3 separate regions of the Mus musculus genome follow, and all the other regions are linked to region 2. Evidence: chromatin contacts called from public Hi-C data. All regions are on one chromosome and are shown on one strand. The core of a region is the stretch at or near the end of the contact, and the rest is flanking DNA. Distances in the headings are between cores, read along the strand shown. Region 1 overlaps Gabbr2 (gamma-aminobutyric acid (GABA) B receptor, 2). Region 2 overlaps Gabbr2 (gamma-aminobutyric acid (GABA) B receptor, 2). Region 3 overlaps Gabbr2 (gamma-aminobutyric acid (GABA) B receptor, 2).

The links. A called contact is a pair of places that touch in the nucleus more often than the background predicts.
Region 1: a Hi-C map of cerebral cortex shows a contact between it and region 2, with 2.2 times the contacts expected there. The contact joins two enhancer-like sites. A contact is called at or near these places in 1 of 15 datasets of contacts at CTCF or cohesin (stem cell-derived epiblast-like cells), 5 of 484 Hi-C or Micro-C datasets (bone marrow-derived macrophages, cerebral cortex, hematopoietic progenitor cells and 1 more), 2 of 115 datasets of contacts at active chromatin or transcription factors (T-cell acute lymphoblastic leukemia and microglia) and 2 of 9 other capture datasets (liver and pancreatic islet).
Region 3: a Hi-C map of cerebral cortex shows a contact between it and region 2, with 2.6 times the contacts expected there. The contact joins two enhancer-like sites. A contact is called at or near these places in 2 of 15 datasets of contacts at CTCF or cohesin (large pre-B cells and stem cell-derived epiblast-like cells) and 6 of 484 Hi-C or Micro-C datasets (DN2 thymocytes, bone marrow-derived macrophages, cerebral cortex and 3 more).

Annotation. Positions count from the first base shown.
Region 1 is chr4:46,871,978-46,874,677 of GRCm38.p6, reverse strand. All of the region lies in intron 2 of Gabbr2 (gamma-aminobutyric acid (GABA) B receptor, 2), which reads left to right. The region is part of intron 3 of Gm32208 (a long non-coding RNA gene); the gene reads right to left. Among named protein-coding and RNA genes, the nearest start is that of Gm32135, 9.0 kb to the left of the region's middle. Within about 2 kb of position 1,322, at least 13 of the 459 cell types and tissues checked have an H3K27ac peak or open chromatin away from gene starts, as enhancers often do. A contact at or near this core is called in cerebral cortex, where this site is marked.
Region 2 is chr4:46,683,007-46,685,706 of GRCm38.p6, reverse strand. Gabbr2 (gamma-aminobutyric acid (GABA) B receptor, 2) reads left to right here. Exons shown (of 19, transcript NM_001081141.2): 14 at 1,325-1,435. Among named protein-coding and RNA genes, the nearest start is that of Tbc1d2, 34 kb to the right of the region's middle. Within about 2 kb of position 1,391, at least 16 of the 459 cell types and tissues checked have an H3K27ac peak or open chromatin away from gene starts, as enhancers often do. A contact at or near this core is called in cerebral cortex and cortical neurons, where this site is marked.
Region 3 is chr4:46,926,882-46,929,581 of GRCm38.p6, reverse strand. The region is part of intron 1 of Gabbr2 (gamma-aminobutyric acid (GABA) B receptor, 2); the gene reads left to right. Among named protein-coding and RNA genes, the nearest start is that of Gm32135, 46 kb to the right of the region's middle. Within about 2 kb of position 1,296, at least 10 of the 459 cell types and tissues checked have an H3K27ac peak or open chromatin away from gene starts, as enhancers often do. A contact at or near this core is called in cerebral cortex and cortical neurons, where this site is marked.

The DNA of each region.
Region 1 (2,700 bases), core at 73-2,572, 190 kb before region 2:
GGCACTGTCATGAACCCTAACGTGCATCAACTCAGTCTTTGTTACTGGTCTGTTATCATCCCCACTTTATATATAAGGAAGGTGGGGTACCCACGGGCCATGGAGCTTGCCTAAGGTTTCACAGCTACTAAGCAGTAAGGCCGGATTTAAATTCAACCAGCCTAGCCCAGGCCATGAAGTTGCTGTAATAAGACAGGGCTGTGCTCAAAATAAGTAGGCGTGTGGGATTAAATAGTGGCTATGTGGGCACTCAGCAAAGGCCTCTGGGAGATGGTAACACTGGATCTGAGATCTGAAGGGTGGGAAAGGGCTGCTGGGTGAAGTGCAGCCCTGTGAGGGAACAGAACGACCAATTCAAACAGGCAGCTGCTAATGAGGAAGTCTGCATGTCTGGGGGCTGAGAAGTCAGGACAGTGATGGAGCACCAACAGGGACCTTCCCTGAATCCAGGTTGTGACAGAGGCGTGATACAGGACTGGTAGCCCACTGAGCCTGGCCACATGAACTCTCCTGGCATGGGACACAGGGTTACTGCTGAAGCAGGAGAGGGGACAGGCAGATGGGATACAGAGGCTATCAGTGAGAGAAGAATAAAGTATTAGGGGGTGGGAATGTGGGTGGGTTTGGGCAGCAGGATCCTTCATGCAGCTGAAGCAAGCTACACCAGGTGTGAGCCGGTGCAACAGAAGGGGCTAGAGGGCAGCAAACTTCACAGCCCCCAGGGAGCTAGCACAGGCCAGAGTGTGTGTGTGTGTGTGTGTGTGTGTGTGTGTGTGTGTGTGTGTGTATGAGAGAGAGAGAGAGAGAGAGAGAGAGAGAGAGAGAGAGAGAGAGAGAGAGAGACTGGCTTTAAGCCCTCAAGGTGTCTCTAGCTGTTATAAGACCTTAGCCCAGTCCCTCACCTTCTCTGGATTTGAGTTTCTTCTTGGTAGCAGGAGCCAAGGGTAAACAGGCTGAAGAACAAAGCCTCCTCGGAGAGCCATGGTCAGTGTGGCCTTGGCTATAGGGATGAGTGAGGTCTGCCAGCCGCTTCTGTCTCCCCCTGCCTCGGTAGATCTGCTGTGTATCTGCAACCAGCATCTTGGTACCACTTAAGGCCAGCCCCCAACTTCCCTGCTTGTGCTTCCTTCCAGATCCCAGGGCCAGATAAAGGGTTACAGTAAGATGCAAACATGAAAGGGCCCAGAGACCTGGGAACTGAGCAGTGCTAGGCGGATCTGAGCGATCCGATGATTTGGGAGGCAACTGTGGTAGACTAAGCCCAAGGGAGCCATTCTCCTCTAGCCTTGCAGAGTCTGAATGTGGGAAGAAAGGCAGATCTGTATCCTGGTGGGAGTGGCCTGCCAGCCTGGAAACCTGCCCCCCCCCCCCTCACTTACAGGAACTGTACATCCATTTGTTAGGATCCAAGGCATGGTTCTCCCAAGTTGCTTCTGCCCCATCTGGAGGCTGAGCTCACCCACAAAGGGTGTATAGGTCTGCATCTGCTGGAGGATTTGAATATCTTGACCTCTTTCAGAAACGGGTTGTAGGGTGTGGGCTGCATAAGGAGCCCTGACTGTCTGTCCACTGAAGGTGCAGTGGACAGACAGCCTTGGTGGACCAAGCCCCACCTGGAATGCTGGAATGAAAATAGGCTGTTTCTGTTTCCCGAGCCACAAAAATAGGGATTCGCCTGCTGCCGGGTGAAAAAGCACGCTGGTGCTGAAACAGGTTAATTTTAACTTTTGCCTTTTGCTGTGTTTCTTGAATCAGGCCTGCTTTGAGGGAGGCTTACACTGTGTTTGTCCTGGTCTGAGTCACTCAGCCACTGGGAGTCTAAATTCCCACACATCAGTGTGAGGACCAGAAAAGGTTGGCTTTATTCCTCCCCCATCCCAGAGAGATCCTGGGCAGGATACAGGACTCTGAATCTGGGCATCAGAAAAGGGAGAGACCAACTAGGGTACAACCAGGAAGGTGCCAGCTGGCCATCAAAGAAGGGAGCATGTCAGGACGGTAGAGGAGGGTGGGGTTTGGGTCTCTGGAGTTGCACGCCTGTCTGGGAATTTCATGATGATCTGTGACACAAGTGTGAGAGGCCAGAGGCGTGGCAGAAGTTAGAGGGTATAGGTGTTCAACTCCTGCAGGCAATCTGTGGCTGTGAAGTCATAGAGTTGCTAAAGGTCCTTCTCTGGGAGAGATGTGAACAGCTACCTCCTCCTAAAGACCTGATGACAAGCCAAAGGGCAATGCCACCGCAGCCCACCCCAGGGAACCAATGAGTTTATTGGACTTGCATGAGAGAGGTTACATCTCACAGCAGCCTCATTCTAAGTTCTTGGCTCAGCATGGATGGCGGCTTCCTTGTAGCCACATAGATGGAGCCTATTTCCCCTCAAGCTTCCCCAGTTCAGACACCATAGTGCCATCCCTAGACCACGAGGATAGTGCGATACCACACACCAGTTGCCCAAAGTGCCCTGAGCGTTGCCATGTCAGCGAGGGTGTGCTCTGGGGAGACTGGCCATGAGTTAGAGGGGATCAGGCTGATGGCTTGCAGCCCCTGTTGGAGGTGGGGTGGGGACATGCTTATTTTAAGGGAGAAAACTCTGGAACTCCAGGACCAGGTTAGAGGATTCATAGACTCTCTCAGCGACCCACTTTCCACCCTGCTGCTGGCACCAGCAGCTCGGATGACTGCTCTACACTCTGATTCTG
Region 2 (2,700 bases), core at 142-2,641:
CACAGCCCACCTACCAGGGACCACACCCTTAAAGAGAACCAACTCTCCCTCTCCAGAAGCCATCAGTGGTCCCTAGCAACTCAGTGAAAACACTGAACACTTCAGGAATTTCCCAGGCTAATCTCATCTGTTTCGTTCCAGTTCTAATCTCTGTGCTGCTGATGCCAACAATTATTAAAAATCAGAGCCGGGGGCTGACAAGATGGCTCAGTGGTTAAGAGCACCGACTACTCTTCCAAAGGTCCCGAGTTCAAATCCCAGCAACCACGGTGGCTCACAACCATCCGTAATGAAATCGGATGCCCTCTTCTGGAGTGTCTGAAGACAGTTACAGTGTACTTACATACAATAAATAAATAAATCTTTAAAAAAAAAAAAAAGAATCAGAGCCTGGACCCTAACAGCCCCATGAGCCGGATCTGGCCATTTATTCTTAATAAGACAATTAAACAAACACTAATTAAAAAAAAAAAAGTAGAAGCCAAGCAGCAGTAGCTTGTAAGCCTTTAGTCCCGGCACCTGGGAGGCAGAGGCAGGCGGATTTCTGAGTTTGAAGCCAGCACGTTCTACAGAGCAAGTTCCAGGACAGCCAGAGCTACACAGAGAAACCCTGTCTCAAAAAAAAAAAAAAAACAAAGTAGAAGAGAAACATTATTCAACTTGGGCACACTGGGAGAGGGACACAGAGATTCAGTGAGTCCCTCCCAAGCCATCCTTGGGTCCTCACATGAAGTTTTGGTTTAGAGGGCCAGAGGAAGGCATAGCAAAGCACTTTTGATCAAGGTGTGGTCCAGACCATCCTCAGCCCATCATGGTGTGGGCTCCAGTCTCTTCTGCAAGGTGATCTGACAAGCTGTCGGTACCATGAGTGATCTCTTTCTAGGAGACAAGCTCTGCAGCTGGCTGGTGTCAGACTTCAGTGAGATTCCTGGGGGAAATTCCAATTCTTTGGGGTGCTTTGTGACCAAGAGGAAGGAGGAGCATGCACATCTTCAAAATAATCTATATTTCTATCAGAAGGGTTTAAGGTCTTATCAGATCCTTGGGGCACAGTACTAATGCACTCTTTCCCACAGCCCCTCTATTCCAAGTTGGACCACCATGAAGAAGCCACAGGACCCAGGGTGGAGGCTTGAGTTACAGCCATCAAGCATATAACACAGTTGGTGCTAAGCTGTCACCTTTGTCCCACCATGGGATTGCAAAGGTCTCCTGATGTATCACTGGTTGTGGAGTATGTGAGAAAAGGAGGCCTTTGGCTTGGAACTCTGCTGCTGGAAGGTGGCCAATCTATCCCTGGGGTTTTTGTTTTCTCTCTATGCAGCCGGACCCAGCAGGACGGGACATCTCCATCCGCCCACTGCTGGAACACTGCGAAAACACCCACATGACCATCTGGCTCGGCATTGTCTACGCCTACAAGGGGCTCCTCATGGTAGGTACCAAGCAGGAGGCAGAGTTGGGGGGTGCTTCTTTGCCAGGCCTGTCTCTCCTAGGGGCCTTCACAACATGAAAAGAAGCAAAGCAAATAAACAGAGCATGCCCCATGTGACTAAGCCTTTAGTCTGTGTTGGGCTTGGTCTCAGGCCCCACCACAGCCCAAGGAGATGAGCATAAATGATATCCCAGTTCCCCTCCTGATGCATGGCTGTGTTTCTTCTGCAGGCTCTAAGGGAGAGCCCTTCCCAGACCCCTCCAGTGAAGGTGTCTCCAGGCAGTCCTTGTCTCAAAAATTGTCTAAGTCCTTTCTTCTCTCCAAATCCTTGGAATTGGGTTTGGGGACCAATTAGATGATCTGACAAAATTCCATTCACAGATCCCTAATTATATCTCCAAAGACTCTCTACCCCAGCCCCAACCCCATGCCCCACTACCAGCATGGCCACATTCACCCCTTCCGGAGATCTGGATGTGAATATACCCAGGACAGCCACTACAGATTGCAGATAGGTTGTGTTGCCGGAAATTTCTTCCTTGTCTCAACCCAGTGCTCAGGAGTCCTCAATCCACTCCTTGAAGGTCAAAGAACATAGGACTCTGCTTCCTCTTGACACTCCAGAGATCTGCGGTTATCCCCAGGTCCTCAGACATGCCCGCACTGCATGCCTCTCCTGCTGATTTGGTACATCCCAGTCAGAGATAGAGTCTCAGGCTCCCATCTAGCCCTGTCACTCACCACCATAAGCCCCAGGCAGGTCCCTGCATCTGGTCCATTCTCTATATCCTCCCCTGAGAGGTGACACAGCCTCTGGGGACTCAAGGAGCATGCGTGAAGGCTCCCAACAGACAATGGCTACCTTCCTGTGTGTCAGCTTCCACGGCTGCTATTTCCTAGTAAAGGGATTTTTAAAAGAGTCTGTCGGGCTGGAGAGATGGCTCAGAGGCTAAGAGTATGAAGGTCATGAGTTCAAATCCCAGCAACCACATGGTGGCTTACAACCATTTGTAATGAGATCTGATGTCCTCTTCTGGTGTGTCTGAAGACAGTTACAGTGTACTTATCATATGTATATATATATATATATATATATATATATATATATATATATATATACACACACACACATATGAATCCGTCAGCAGGGTGTTGAAACATAAACCTGCAAGGGTAACTGAGGTACCACCTGTGAGGAACTCCCTGTGCCCCAGCAACCTGGACTCAGCTACCCATCTTCCATAAACCAATTAGAACAGCCAAAT
Region 3 (2,700 bases), core at 47-2,546, 240 kb before region 2:
CCCACTCTGCCCTCTGTCTCAGCATCAGGTATCCAGGCCTGGCTCCCATCTCTCTCCCATCAAACCCAAGCCTGAGGCAAGCTCTCTGCCTTCACTGCTTTCTTACTTGGGGGTAGTCTTGCACCTCTTCAGTCTAAGGTGATCTGGGATGGGCTTCACCTCCACCAAGTCATCAGCTCCTCCTGTCTCCATGATGTTTCCAACAAATAGTGCCTGGCCTCACTTTACTCCTCTCTCCTGGGTCCGTCGCTGGAGGCTATCAGCAGCTCTGGAAGCCTTGTTATGTCCTGGCTGTGTGCTATTTATTGTTGTCCCTTATTTTCCGGAGAAGATCATTGGGAGTTTGGGACTTAAATAGTCCCCACCGCCTCCCACCCAGAGCTATACATCTTTCTTAGCAATTTTCTTACCTAGAATGTGGTTTTCTGTGATGCTCTGAAGTCAGCTCATACTGGCTTCCTAGAGCCGTGCTAAATTCTTGGGAGTGTCTCAAGCCAGTTTGCTTTGCATGGGTAGCTCAAAGCTGCCGGTGACTGGGGTACTGACAGCCTGGGTAGGAGAGCAGAGCAAGCTGGGCCCTTCCTGCGCCCACAGACACACTGCTGTTTATAGCCACGTGCTGGCACAGATATAAATAGGAAGGCACTCTCGAGGCTCCCTTTGTACCCATTGCATTGACTTGCTCAAAGAAGGCCCAAGGAGTGTAGAAGGGATGAGTGCACCTGCTGAGTGTTCCAGGCACTGACTGTATGTAACAAGCCATTCCAAACTTAATGACAGAAACCAACAACCATTTTGTTATACCTAGAGCTCCTTGGATTGGAATTCCAGGCAGAACATAGGCAGGCTAGGCTGGGGCACTCAAAGCCAATGGACCTTATCATGGCCTCTCTTGTCAAGGAGAAAAGCTACTAAGGGTTTGTGTCACATATGAAAACCACCACATCAAATATGCCAAGAAGCTGCATTTATTGAGCACTTCCTGTGTACCAGACATTTGACATATTTTAACTCAACTTCCCAGATACTGGGAAGGTACTGTGGCCACATTTGCTTTGCAGATAAGGAGCCTGAGAGAGGCTAAGAAAGGTCCCTAAAGCCCCAAAGCTTCATTTATTGTGATTCCTCTCCCAGGGTTGTGAAGAGGGCACTGTGGCTTTTGTTGGGTTGGGGGCAGAAATGACTCAGGCAGGCTCACTTGCAGCCCTGGTGCACCCTAGTGATCGCCATCTGGGCTCAGCCAGGAGCCTTCTCTTCTCTGTTCCTAAAAATCAGTCAAGGCAGCCGGGACTGCTCATGCTGAGTCACTGTTCTGGTCCAGGCTAATTCTGCTTCATAACCTTGTATCTGAAGCCAGTGGTGCAGAGGACTTTAAATTAGCGATACAATTTCAACCCAATTGCTAAACTGCCTAAATTATCAAGTTTGCTCATTGCAACTTGAATGCATGCATAATTAATTTTTCTAAAGTCTGGACTAAAAGCTGCTGAAATCAGATCTTTTTTTTTTTTTCTTGAATTAGATTCAAATGTCATAGGAAGTCTTTGGTGTGATGATGTAACCCTGCACTGCACAGCAGCTTCAAGAACTGTAATTGAGATCCATCTTAGGAAGGGAGTTAGATGAGTTAGAGAATGCAACTATTTTTAAATCGAAATATGTTTTTGGTAACCGAAAGATGGCCGGGTTCCGTTGATGGCAACTATGAATTGTAGCGTTGTCCTGACTCTGGGTAGTGTTATCAGTATTAATAGACTTGTTAGCTAACTTCTTTCAGAAGCTGAGTTTTTTAAAGACAGGGGTTGCTGTCTGTTCCCCAATTGCTTGTATCCTCACTATGGGGAATAAATGACAGGAAGCACACAGTGGGTGCTCAGGCAGTATTAAGGTGAGTGTCTGCATTAGAGACCATGATCCTAAGAGCAACCTTACAGGATAGCATGTTCAACCTCATCTGAGAGAGCAGGACAGTTGGACTGAGGAAGCCAACTGTCCTTCCAAGGGGTCCACAGTCAGGGCTGAACCTGGATTGACTAAAATCATTTTTAAAGCATGGGTGTTGGGATGATTACATAAATCATCATGTAGTGTGTGTGTGTGAGTGTTTGTACCAGTCAGTGTGGATTCTGGAGACTGAACTCGGGTCTCCTGGAAGATTGCTAGCTGTTCTTAACAGTTATCTCTCTACCTTACAAATGTAATATGTGTGTGTGTGTGTGTGTGTGTATGTGTGTGTGTGTGTGTGTGCATGTACATGTGTGTGTGTGCACACACATGCATGTGTACATGCATGCATGCTTGTGGAGTTGTGATTTCCTCAGGTGTTGGCTCTCACTTTCCACCTTGCCTGAGACAGTCTCTTTGTTCTTTTCCACTGCATATGTCCAGCTGACTGTCCCTCTGTCCCTTATGCCTACAGAGCCCCTCCTGCCTCAGCCACCCCCCCATGTCTCAGTGGGAGAACCGTGATTACATACACAAGCTACTGCATCTAGGCATCCAAACTCATGCTCTATGTGAGGCAAGAACTTAACCAATCAAGTGATGTTCTCGGCCCGAATCCAGATTCCCAGACCCTGCTTTGCCATTTTCCTTAGGTATCTTAATAGATCCAACACTACAAAGAAAGAATATTAAAAGTGACAAGAATTTGTTGTCTTCTGAGAGGCTCTACTCACCCACAGTCAAACAGCGGATGGA